Regions from separate parts of the Mus musculus genome. Here region 1 is linked to region 2. A link is a contact called in public Hi-C data. All regions are on one chromosome and are shown on one strand. The core of a region is the stretch at or near the end of the contact, and the rest is flanking DNA. Distances in the headings are between cores, read along the strand shown.

Region 1 (5,909 bases), core at 3,271-5,770, 140 kb after region 2:
CTTTGTGAGCACTGCAGTTTCATAGCACATACATACATATAGGCAAACATCTAATGGGCAGAAAAAAAATGGATCTTGTTCTTTAAGAAGTAGTGCCTTGCACCTGTAACCCCAGCACTCAGGCTGAGACAGAATCAGATAGAATCAGATTGTGGGTTTCAGGCTAGTCTAGGCTACTGTCTCAGATAGGGTTACTATTGCGGTGACAGAACACCATGACCAAAGCAAGTTGGGGAAGGAAGGGTTTATTTGGCTTTTGTTTCCACATCACTGCTCATCATGGGAGGAGGTCAGGACAGGAACTCAAACAGGGCAGGAACTCGGAGGCAGGAGCTGATGCAGAGGCCATGGAGGGGTGCTGCTTACTAGCTTGCTCCCCATGGTTTACTCAACCTTCTAGTAGAACGAACAACCACCAGCCCAGAGACAGCAGCACCCACAGAGGGCTGGGCCCTCCCCATCAATGACTAATTGAGGAAGGGCCCTACAGGATTGCCTGGAGCCCAATGTCATGGAGGCATTTTCTCAGTCGAGACTCCCTCCTCTCTGATGACTCAAGCTTATGTCAAGCTAAAACTAGTCAGCACAGCTACATAGCAGGAAACCATTATAGCCAAACAGAAACCTGAGAGATGTATAGCATAATTCCATTTTATAACAATGTGTGTGTGGGTATGTGTTTATGAATGCGTGTGTATATGTCTATAAACAGGAGTGTGTGTGTGTGTGTGTGTGTGTGTGAGGGGGGGGGAGGGAGTGTTAGTTAGTTAGACAGGGGGTATTTTCACTCCATAATCTTTTATTCTGCATACATTTTGACAATATGTTGTCTTACACAAAATGAAGCTATTTCCCCTTGGGGACAGCTCTTCATCTCTTAAGTTCAAACTGTAGCATGCTGGAGCTCCACTCTGCAACAGGGAGAGCGTACTCTGTTCCCCTTAAAGCCAGGAGCTAACAAGAAGGAAGAAATCCAGTGCTCAGTGTAAGAGCTTTGCAAATGGTGACTCCTAACATGATACTCCCAGTGACACAGAGGTCACAGGTGTGTCCAAGGCCATCCTTGTACCCATAGCACTTGAACACCCTTCCCCTCTGGCCCTCATCCTAGGACACCGTCACCCTCTGGCATGTGTCCTACTCCAGGACTGGCCCTACAGATGGAAAACCTCTTTCAGTTGTGCAGTTACGATCCAGTGCGAGGCTGAGATGGGGGGATCTAGCAGGGCAGGCTTAATAAGTCCACAGGAATGATTCACAGGAGAGGAACCAAGCCCCAACACCTGGGAGAGGCTCCCCAAAGACCCTCCTTGAGGGGAAGGCACCTTATGAGGAGCCCTGGCATAGAAGCACAACAGGGGCTCTAACTTGGAAACAGATGATGCCCCCCACCTCCTTCCAATCTGTAGCATATGCCTGAGAAAATATAAATCTCATAACTGCAGATATTATAGGTGCATATTTCATTACCATCAGCATCGCATATTTATAATTTAGTGATGTGTAAAAATTTATAAAGGCACAACTAGTGGTTGGTTAATGACAGCTGGCGTGGCAGCGTGTGCTTAGAGGATCTTTCATGTCACCCGACGTCTGGCCTGGAACAGAGTGCCACATGCATAAAACAGGTGACAGAAAGAGGAGAAACGGACTTGGCTTTACCACAACCGCAGAGCTGGAAGCACAAAGCTTGTTCCCACTGCTGTCAACCAGAGTGAGCTGCTCCAAGTGGGAGAAGGGATGCCCCCGTGGGAGGGGCTTAGCAGCCTGAACCACAGGGGGAGAAGGGACGGCCCCCTGTGGGAGGGGCTTAGCAGCATGAACCAGATGCTAAGGCACCACCCTGCTTCAAAGTGCAAGACTTTCTAACAGAGGCTAACTAAGGCAAGGGACCCTGTTGAAAACATGATCAATGCTGTTGCCATATTGACAAGTACACCATTTTATCATGGGAGCAGAAAACCCATGTCTTTCCCAATGTGAGTCCTAAAATAACTGCCTTTCAAGGGGCGGCATCCTCAGAGTGGTAGTTGCAGAGGAGTCTATACAGACCCTAAAGCCATGGCTCTGGTCTCTCAAGTCTTCAACCCTGTGTGCCAGACGACAGGAGCCTGGCCCAGGGGCCTGGGAAAGCCCACATTCCAACCTGGAGCTCAGCACAGCTTGGCCCTGAGTGAGGCTTGGCAGGTAGAGGCCTCCACTGCAGAAGAGGAGCTAGCCTGGCAGCCCAGAGAGCTCCGAGGCCAAGCTGTCCTTATAAAAACGGACCAGAGAGGAAGGCATCCATTGAGCATATATCCGAGTGTCTTCCACCCACCCCGCCCCTGCCCCCAGAGAGTCCATCATGCCTACCTACCTACCTGTACTGGCTAGTTTTGTGTCAACTTGACACAGCTGGAGTTATCACAGAGAAAGGAGCTTCAGTCAAGGAAATGCCTCCATGAGATCCAACTGTAAGGCATTTTCTCAATTAGTGATCAAGGGGGAAAGGCCCCTTGTGGGTGGGACCATCTCTGGGCTAGTAGTTTTGGGTTCTATAAGAGAGCAGGCTGAGCAAGCCAGGAGAAGCAAGCCAGTAAAGAACATCCCTCCATGGCTTCTGCATCAGCTCCTGCTTTCTGACCTGCTCGAGTTCCAGTCCTGACTTCCTTGGTATGGAAGTGTAAGCTGAATAAACCCTTTCCTCCCCAACTGCTTCTTGGTCATGATGTTTGTGCAGGAATAGAAACCCTGACTAATATACTAACCTCTCTCTCCAAAGAAGTCATGAGGAAACTGGCATTCCTTAGGCTGTCTGTATTATGGGTGACGGAGAGGGACCTTCTTGAAGATGCTACATCGATTCTCGGACACGCACCAGATTCCATATATCATCTGTTGGTCAAGCAGTACCAGAATCTTCCCTTTGCCAGGAGAGACTCCCCCAGACCTCATCTGGGGTGCCCCCATGGTCACCCACAAGACCCCTTAGAGTTCCCAACAGTTTGATAAATATTCATCTGTTTTCACTCAGTACAATTAAAGTGGGTGCATATTTTCAAACTATCACTCTCAGCGAGTCCAATTGCACTACGAATTAAAAAAAAAAAAGAATAATTAAAACCCATGCTTCTCCTAACAACACAGAGCAAGGCAATTGCCAGACACTTTTAATGAGCAGTTTATGTAATTTAAAAAGCCAGCCCCTCTGCAAAGAACACTTCTCATGCCAGGTGTCTTGCTGTACTTTGGTCATGGGGGCCGGCCCCTGCTGTGGGGGCTCCTCTGTGACACCAACTCATATATCTGTGTTCCCAAATAATGGCGTGGAAGGCTCCCTGCAAACGCTCGGGCTGTGGCTCCTATCGGAAGGTGCATTTAACATGGGCTCGCATAAAGAATAGTGGGTAATTGCCGCTTGAATCCAATGTGTGCTGTATCTCATCTATGATACGCAATTTAAAAGCGATATTCTAGCAAGAGGACTTTATGACTTGCTGTCATGATAAATAAAAGTTTATGGCATAATGGAATTAATATTTACTTTGAGTGCAACGCGGTCTAGTCAAATAAAGTTGCTTGGGAATCACTTTGGACCAAGAGAGCATGAACATGTCACCCACCGATGACAGAACCCCAGTCCACTTGTCTCCTCTTACTGTCGGCTAATCGTTCACAATCTTTCGCTGCTTCGGGTCCGATGCTATAAACTATTATTGTAGTTAGAGGTACTGATTTGCTGATGCATTCAATGTCGAAGGGTTCTGTGGGGTTGAGCAGCCAGAGCAGGGTGGACTAGGAGCAAAGGAAGAAGAAAGGAAGGAGAGACCATGTGGCTCCCTCCAGGCCTGGAGGATGGAAGCCAGCTTTAGTCATGTGAGTCTCTGGTGAAGCTGCTTCCAGAAGGGAGCCTGGGAGTCACGGGGCGTGCAGTCTCTAGCTTTATTGTGAAGAGAGTCTTTAAAAGAGAATGCAAACTCAAATGGAAATCACACAGTGGCTGCCTCATTCTAAAGTAAATGCATAACAGACTTTTTTTTTTTTTCTTCATTCCACATTATGATGACTGGAGATACAAGAACAACAGTCAGTCCAAGTCCCAATGATCTTAAGTTCTCTGTAAAGTGAGCGGCGCGGAGGCGTCTGGGAACCCTTCACCACATGGCACCACGGGGTTCCTCCTAAGACCCCAGGATTAAATTCATGTCCATTATTTTCTGTTATTTACCCCCTGTAGAGCCCCCACAATAAAACCAGGGTCTGCCCTGATCCAAAGGAGGCATAAAAGCAAAATGAGAAAATAATAAAGAAGTGTTCGAAGCCAGCAGGATGGGGACATCCTAGGGCCTCCCTCTGCCTGGTCTGAGAACCAGGCTCCTGTTCCATTTTGGAGCAGGGCACTGCTGCTTAAGGCAGCCAGGGAGGAGACGGAGGTGGAGGGCTTTGGTGGAAGATTCCAGGCAAATGAGACCCACCCACACCAGCTGTTGACTCTGGGGAGCTGCAGGCTCCGGGTATTGGAAATAGTTCTGAGTCACACGGTAGCGGGAGGCAAATTGCCCAGACCATAAACAAGTGGGAGAATTCCAGCGAAAGCAGGGATTAGTGGGGCAGGCTGGACCCTCCCCCCCCCCGGCATAGCTCCAACTGAGTCATACATGAAAAGGAAAGGCAAGAGATTGCGGGTGGCTCGGTCTGCGGCGCAGAGGCAAAGATGATTTCAGATGGCGCGGTCTGCGGCTTTCAATCACGTTTTCCAGCATACAGAGTACCTTTTACATAAAGCCAGGAAGCTACTGCTTCATGCAACTGCTGTGCCATGAAGGAGCAGTGCCTTCCCAAGGTACTGCGTATGGAAGTCGTGTTCTTGAAGCTGGAGAAAGGAACCAGTGTGGACAGATTTCCAGGAGGGAGGCTGCCCCAACCGGCCCCCTGTGGGTCACCTCGCAATCCCAACTTTCAGCCAGAAGACATAATTATTATGTCTAAGAGTAGGAAACGTATTTCTCGAGACCTCAGGGGCTTCAGTGGGACCAATAGAAGCTTCAGAATGAAGGAAGGTGGGGAGTTCTGTCACCTGTGAGAGGCCATACCAGGCATCTCTGGGGGAGCCTGAGGCTGGGGTACAGCCTAGCTGCTGCACCAGGCACCATTCTGTCTTGACTCTTATCCTGTGTATCTCAGGAGGAGCCCACCCTTGCCCTCAGCCCCATAGCTCGCCGTCCCCCTCCCAGGACTTCCCAGGGAATTCCTGGTGTTCTTTCCCTGAGAATTCCCATGACTGTAACTGAAGAATCTAACAGGCTTTGTTCATTTCAGTCACAAATCATTTCCACTGGCTTCATTTCAACCCGAAACCCCGAACCACATCCCAAGACACACACGCAACACACACACATGCACATGCCCACTCACACTCATACATGCACGCACGCACACACAGGCAAGCACATGGAGCTGTCCTGTAAGGCACTGCTGCAGGAAATGGGAAGAGCTGTAAAGATTAAATCAAAGAGTCTCAGGCTCCAGCTGCAGTGAGAACTGGTGTAGTACCTGTCTTGCTTTTACGTGCGCGAATGCACGCGCGCGCACACACACACACACACACACACACACACACACTCAGAGAGAGAGAGAGAGAGACAGAGAGACAGAGAGGGACAGAGACAGACAGAGACAGTGAGGGACAGAGGGGGGAAGGATGGAGAGACAGAGACAGAGGCTCCATCTGCAGCAAGGACTGTTGTAGTACCTGCCTTGCCTCTGCAGACAAGCACAGATCTTGGCAAAGCCCCCTGCAGATGTTATTATCAGAGAACACACTTTTCAGGCCCTGGGCCTGTGAGAGAGAAAGCGCAGGGTACGCCCCAGGTTTGCCCAGTTTTCTGAACCATTCCATGGAGAGTTGAAGCCAGTAGCCTGCCTAATCA
Region 2 (6,279 bases), core at 959-3,458:
GACAGCTCTTCCCTTGTCACTGTCCTCTGCCAGAGAGAAGGCTCTCCAGGATCTTCTGGGATCCAAAAGGAAGAATGCCACCCATAGAAGATATTTTTGGCCAGGTTGACCATAGCCCATGGAGACAGAGAGTGGAACTGGCCCTGTTCATAACAGGGAAGTGGGGGTCGCTTTGGGACAAGCATTTTCCTTACCATGGCTCCCCAAACCCACTCCTGCCTTGTCTTCTCCAAATCTCTAGCCCATCTGTCTGATCTGGGCTCTGCCTGATGCCCTTCCTGTGTCAGCGAGAAGGCCCTGTCCCATGGTCCTTTGGAGAACTGGCTGACTGACTTCTGATTCAGAGTACTTAAGCAGCACGGAGGGCCCCTCGCTCACTTGGAGGCTTGCTTGCATTGACATCTGTCTTCCTCGGAGAAGCAGGCAGGACACTGTCAACTTGCAGGAAAAGCCAGAGAAGGGAGGATGTGTACTCCGCAGAGGGCCTGAGTGGGGAGTCCGTCTACACCAGGGTGGAGGGAGGCTCAGGGAAGAGCTCCAAGCCTTCTGTGCTCACACACCTTTCCAGCAGATTTCCAAGAAAGATGGATTGTGAGTGGCACTCAAGAGCACCCAGAATTCCCCAGAGATGACAAGAGGTCTAGACCAGTCTTGAAGAGATGACTGTTCTGGACTCCTATCCCTGCTTAGCAGAGAGGCGCCCACATGGCCACGACTCTGCAAGGTGTGTCCTTCTGGAGTCAAAGTTCACATGGTGCTGGGAGTACAGGGAGTGTGATTGTATGTATATACCATGTGTGTACATGCACACTTATGCATACACATATATGTTGTGCATGCATGCGTACACACATGTGCTTGTGTGTATATGTGATAAGTATACACATGTAATAATTTACTATATATGTACAATGTATGCATGCATGTCAGGTATGTTGTATATATACATGTTTATACTGTGTATGTGTATATATATATTATATGTATGTACACATGTCCATATTATAATACATGTATCATGTTGTGTATGTGCATGCACACACAACATTGCTGTCCAAAGCATCTAGTTTACTAGCACTGCGCTATGTCATGGCCATGCTAAGTGCTCTGTGTGTTAAGGCCTCTCCTCTAACAATAACTAACTTTGTATCTCCACTGACCACACCAAGAAACTAGGGTACTTTTTCAAAGTTAAGCTACTTTTCCAAAGAAATAAGGGTAGAGTTGGGTTTCTCGTCTGTGCTTGGGCACGCTGGGAAGGCCAGCAGGAAGCCCTTCCTCCTGCTCCTGTCTCTGGGAGCTCTCCCAAGGGCATCCCGGGAGGTTGGGCTTGGCCACAGCTCCTTCCCTGCAGGAGCTGGAGGGGTAAAGAGGGAATGGGACCAACCAAAGGGGGGGAAGACCTGGCTCAGTGAGGGAAACCCCCACAGTGGCATTGCCACGACCCCTGCTAAAGGTCAACTGTAGTCATCCAAGGCATAGCGAGGAGGAGACTGAAGGCTGGAGCTGACGGGCGGGGGCCTGGCATCACCCTGGCATTGTAAGCCAAGGCCTTAGGTCTAGGGATGACACTGAACCTCAGATCTCCACCCCCAGATCCCTGCGTGGTGCTGGGCTGCCATTCCCATGGAGATTCAAGACAGATTCTGCCTTTCATCTACCAAGGTACAAGTGTCACTAGTCACAACCAGATGTGGAGAGGCTCAAACAAGCCTTCAGACACCAGACATAACCTCCAGTCTGGGCCGACACTGTGGTGTGCTATTGCCAGCCTGCCATGGCACCCCTGGCTTTCAGGAGCTGCCTGCTAGGGTCCACTGGGAGCTCCCAGTCAGCAGCATGGAAACTGGGAACCCCCAGACCAGGCATCCGTTTTCACTTTCTTCTAGAGGTCTGCTAGCTGGCTACTTGCCAGCACCACCCTGCTGGGCAGGACAAAATCTGGCCATCTTTCCATATACCTCCCCAGCAGAAGGGCAGGCGCCTAGCTCCCAAAAAGAGCCTTCATCCCAAACAGCAGCTGAACTCGAGCATCCTTTCTGGAGCCGGGGAAGCTCCGTGTGTTGCTGGCAGCGGATCCTTTATCTGATTAAGCCCGACTCGGGCTAATGTTGTGAGGTTGTATTCTCTGATCAGACACCAGCGGCTGGCAGCTGAGCCGCATGCTGGGGCGTCCTGGGAAGCTAGCCCAGAATGTTAGAAATTCTGTGACTCACACACAGTCTGTGTGGAGAGGGGCAGTCCAGAAAGACGCCTGGCTTAGCGTTGCGGATGCAGGGCTTCAGCCCAGCTCTTCTGCCAAGTCATGGGCATTCCCAGATAAGTGGGGACCTCTCTGGGTGATCGCTTTCCTCTGTAAAACGAGGCTCTGGGCAGCTGGTTTCTACCCCCTACCCCGGTACTGCCAATGGTGCTGAAATCTTCCCAGATAAAAAGGGGCCACCTGCATGGCCTGAGGTGTGTTTGTGTAGTGTGGACTGAAGGACGTGACTCGGCGTGGCCACTCCACGTGAGGTCCAGAGCCTCAGAGGATCCCAGCAGTGGTCAGTCCTGTAAAAGGCCATATCTGCCCAAGGGGACTGGACTCTCTCTCTCTGCTGCAGCCTTGACCCTAGGCTGTTGCATGACTTCATTTTCAGGGTGATGGCTTTGGTGGAAGGGGTGCCTGCTTGGAACCCACTCCCACATTAAGATAGCTGCTTCTAGGAAGCAGGCCATGGTAGGGTGTCACAGAGCCAGAGTAGTGGCAGCACATGGGACTCCTGTCTTGTCAGGAGGCTTGGGTATGGGTATCTCCTTATCCTCCTGGACCAGTGGCAGTGGCTGCTATGACATGTCTGAGAGGCAGCTGCCATGAGGATGCTGTGACAAGATATGCTGACGTTATCAGGTTTAGTGTGAGATACCAAGACACAGGAAGGGCAAGGCCAGGTGAGTGGGCAAGAAAGGTAAGTGGGCAGGCCAGGTGGGGCAGGCCAGTTGGTTGTCATGCCAGGTGGGTGGACAGGCCAGGTGGGTGGGCAGGTCAGATGAATGGGCAGGCCAGGTGGGTGGGCAGGTCAGGTAGGTGGGGAAGCCAGGTGAGTGGGCAGGTCAGGTGAGTGGGCAGGCCAGGTGGGTGGACAGGTCAGATGAGTGGGCAGGCCAGGTGGGTGGGGAGGTCAGGTGGGTGGGGAAGCCAGATGAGTGGGCAGGTCAGGTGAGTGGGCAGGCCAGGTGGGTGGACAGGTCAGATGAGTGGGCAGGCCAGGTGGGTGGGCAGGCCGGGTGGGGCAGACCAGTTGGTTGTCATGCCAGGTGGGTGGGCAGGCCAGGTGGGTGGGCAGGTCAGGTGGGTGGGTAAGCCAGGTGAGTGGGCAGGTCAGGTGAGTGGGCAGGCCAGGTGGGTGGGCAGGTCAGATGAGTGGGCAGGCCAGGTGGGTGGGCAGACCAGGTGGGTGGCCAGGCCACATGGATGGTAGCTGAACAATGATGGCCGATTTTCACAAACTTGGTTTCTTAGAAGGTGCTAGATAGGGGCCTGACCTGCTCCTAGGCTAGCTGGGCAGCTCTGAGGACACTCCTACAGTTATCTGGAAGGACACATGGAGAAAAGGAACCCTAGCCTGGTAAGGGCATCAGCTGTGAATGTGGGAAACAATCTGGTAGGAGCAGAATGAGAACTGTTGGAGACCATCACAGAGGAAAGGATTTGGGATGCAGGCTCCCTGGGGCCAAGCTGAGGGTGATGGCCCAGAGCTCTCAAGATGACAGCAACTAAGGTTACCACCTGCAGCTTGCCTGTGTCTCAGCTGCGCTGTCTCTTTGAACCCTTCTGACTGAAATGCACCATCCTATAGAGAAACAGAGCCCAGGTCTGGAGTTAATCAGCCTGAAGTGACACAGCCTTGTGTGCTTTCAGAAGTAGGATCAGGGTCTATCTCAGAGTGGCAGCTTCCTGTCTTTGAGAGGAGCCAGAGATCTCAGCTCCTAGGGTGCATTCTGGTTACCCGTTTTCCCTGAACCCTTTTAAGGAGTTGCTCATGTTCCCATAAAACTCTGGGAGCTGTGGGGCTTGGGGACCCTATCGACCTTGTACCATCACCTGGGTGAGCTGGTACCAGCTCGGAGCACAATCTGCAGTCTGTAGGCAGCTGTTCTATCTCCTTTGTTTGCCTAGGAGTGAATGCTGGGGTCTGAAGCTTGTCAGCTCAGCACTTGGGTGCAATTACTACCTACCCGGGCGGGGCAGAGTTAGCTTTTAGTGGAGCAAGATAGGATTCTTTCTGGCCTGTATACCCAAGGGTCAGGGATGGAGTGACAGCTAGGTCCTCTGCTCCCATTGCGGTAGGGTCAGGTGATATTTTGAGTGTGCAGGACAGGGTGAAGCCCATTCCAGGGGTTGCTTCTAGGTGGTGCTGCTGTCTTCAGGCCTTGTCTTTTGTCTCTTGTACAGCTGAGATGCCCTAAACTTGCCAGGAGACCAATAAGGACATATGGTCTTTGTCTTCTAGCCCTATGCCACATATAGCAAGATGCAGGCTCTCACCAACCTTCAGGGAATTGGGGCTGAACACTATTAGCAGCTGATGTAGGGACAGTTCCCAGAGCTAAACTGAAGTCTCTCCCAGCCTCCTACCCTTTAGCCAGGCTGCTGTATCCATGGGGACTTCATTGGGTTGGCTCAGTCTCCTGACTTGGAATTCTGAAGCCCTCTGGAGCTATTGAAGGTGCCCTCCCTGATGGCCAGCCTGGGATCAGAGTTTGGGATAGAGGACATGCTCAATTTATAGTCACATAGGGCACAGAACATTGTGCTCCCAGAACCATTAATCTTAGCACTCAGATCGGGGGGTGGGGTGGGGGGGACAGATCACAGTTGAGCCCCAGAGCCACACCCCAGCAGTAAGAGGCTCAGTCAAAGCTTATTTCTTTGCAAATGACCATGTAAGAACTCAGTTTCTAAACCAGGCAATCTGCTTGCAATTCATGATCAGCAAATATGTCTTACCCTGGATTTCCTCTCAAGCTTCCAAGCTAACCTCATAGAGATTTCTGTCTCCCAAGGGTAAGACTTCAGGGCACCCTAGAGACTTCCAGAGACCTTAGCTTCACTCCAAAGCCACTTCAAACTATACCTCAGAATTGTAAACCTGCTTCTCAGGAGGGGGAAGGACTGTAGGAGAGGGAGGGGGGGTCACAGTGCACAACTCCCTTATTAGGTTGTCTGTCCTGACCCCAGGGTCTTGCAAATCCAGCTTTGAGAGTGAACTGGGAAGAGCTCCAGGGAACAGCAGGAGACTGCTAGCCCCCTCCAGCCTTCCTTCTATTATGGGCCTTCCCCTCTAGGGTAGGTAATGTCATAAGGATGGTAATGTCATGGCAAGTGACAGAAGCCTAGCACAGGAGTATACAGGATTTTGGGACAGTAGATAGAGTCAGGATTGAAAGATTAAGATATGACAGGGACCAGTTTGCAGAGAGACTAGAAGTCCTTCCTCACTTAGGCTTCTTCTAATGACCAGAGCATACTCAGGAAACCATGGCAGCTCCCTGCATTCTCAGACCCGGACTAAAACACACGGCTCTCTTTCCCCTTTGCCCCCATCTTTCTCTCCTTGGCAGTCGCCAAGATTTACAGCCTGTCCAGATGAGTTTATTTCCAACTCGAGTAAAATGGTCCTTGGGCTTCCTTCTGAGTCCATTTTAAAATTATTTTATTAACAAGACTAAAAAAGACCCTATGAAAGGGAAGCCCAAGTTACCGAGTAACAATTCTACCTGTTTTAAAGTGCCAGAACCCTTGTGGGCAATGCCAGGCAGGTGCTGACCTCGGACCTAGGATGAAACACCAGGCTTTCTGGGCAGAGGCTGTTTCTGTCCTTGATGGCCATGGGCTATGACAACCTATACACTTGGTAAGTTACACTCAGTTGGCTCACAGAGGAAACTGACTTCAGACACAAAGAACCAGGCAGACCTTGAGGTTTGGTTGAGGGCGTGCCTGCAGATGCCTATTGTGTAGATGCCCTCTCTGCTTGCGACTTCTGACGTGCACGAAAAGGATTCACTGTGCTACTGCACAGATGTGACACGGCGACCAAGGCAGACAGCCCATGGTGATGGGGTCTAGATACTTGTGAAATCTCCTCAGCTTTTCCGAGCATCAGAAAGTGCTGGGGGAAGGGAACAGAGTGATTTGCCCGTACTGACTGAGGGTCAAGAAAACTATGGCGATCACTCAATGACTTCGCTAAGACCTGCATTTTAACCAGCCAGGTAAGGCTTGGGATATCTCCC

The links. A called contact is a pair of places that touch in the nucleus more often than the background predicts.
Region 1: a contact with region 2 is called in a Hi-C map of muscle stem cells, with 2.2 times the contacts expected there. The contact joins two enhancer-like sites. A contact is called at or near these places in 3 of 484 Hi-C or Micro-C datasets (cortical neurons, muscle stem cells and myocytes).

What each region holds. Positions count from the first base shown.
Region 1 is chr4:151,407,326-151,413,234 of GRCm38.p6, forward strand. All of the region lies in intron 5 of Camta1 (calmodulin binding transcription activator 1), which reads right to left. Among named protein-coding and RNA genes, the nearest start is that of Gm30344, 46 kb to the right of the region's middle. Within about 2 kb of position 4,521, at least 76 of the 459 cell types and tissues checked have an H3K27ac peak or open chromatin away from gene starts, as enhancers often do. A contact at or near this core is called in muscle stem cells and myocytes, where this site is marked.
Region 2 is chr4:151,273,368-151,279,646 of GRCm38.p6, forward strand. All of the region lies in intron 6 of Camta1 (calmodulin binding transcription activator 1), which reads right to left. Among named protein-coding and RNA genes, the nearest start is that of Gm45960, 53 kb to the left of the region's middle. Within about 2 kb of position 2,209, at least 53 of the 459 cell types and tissues checked have an H3K27ac peak or open chromatin away from gene starts, as enhancers often do. A contact at or near this core is called in muscle stem cells and myocytes, where this site is marked.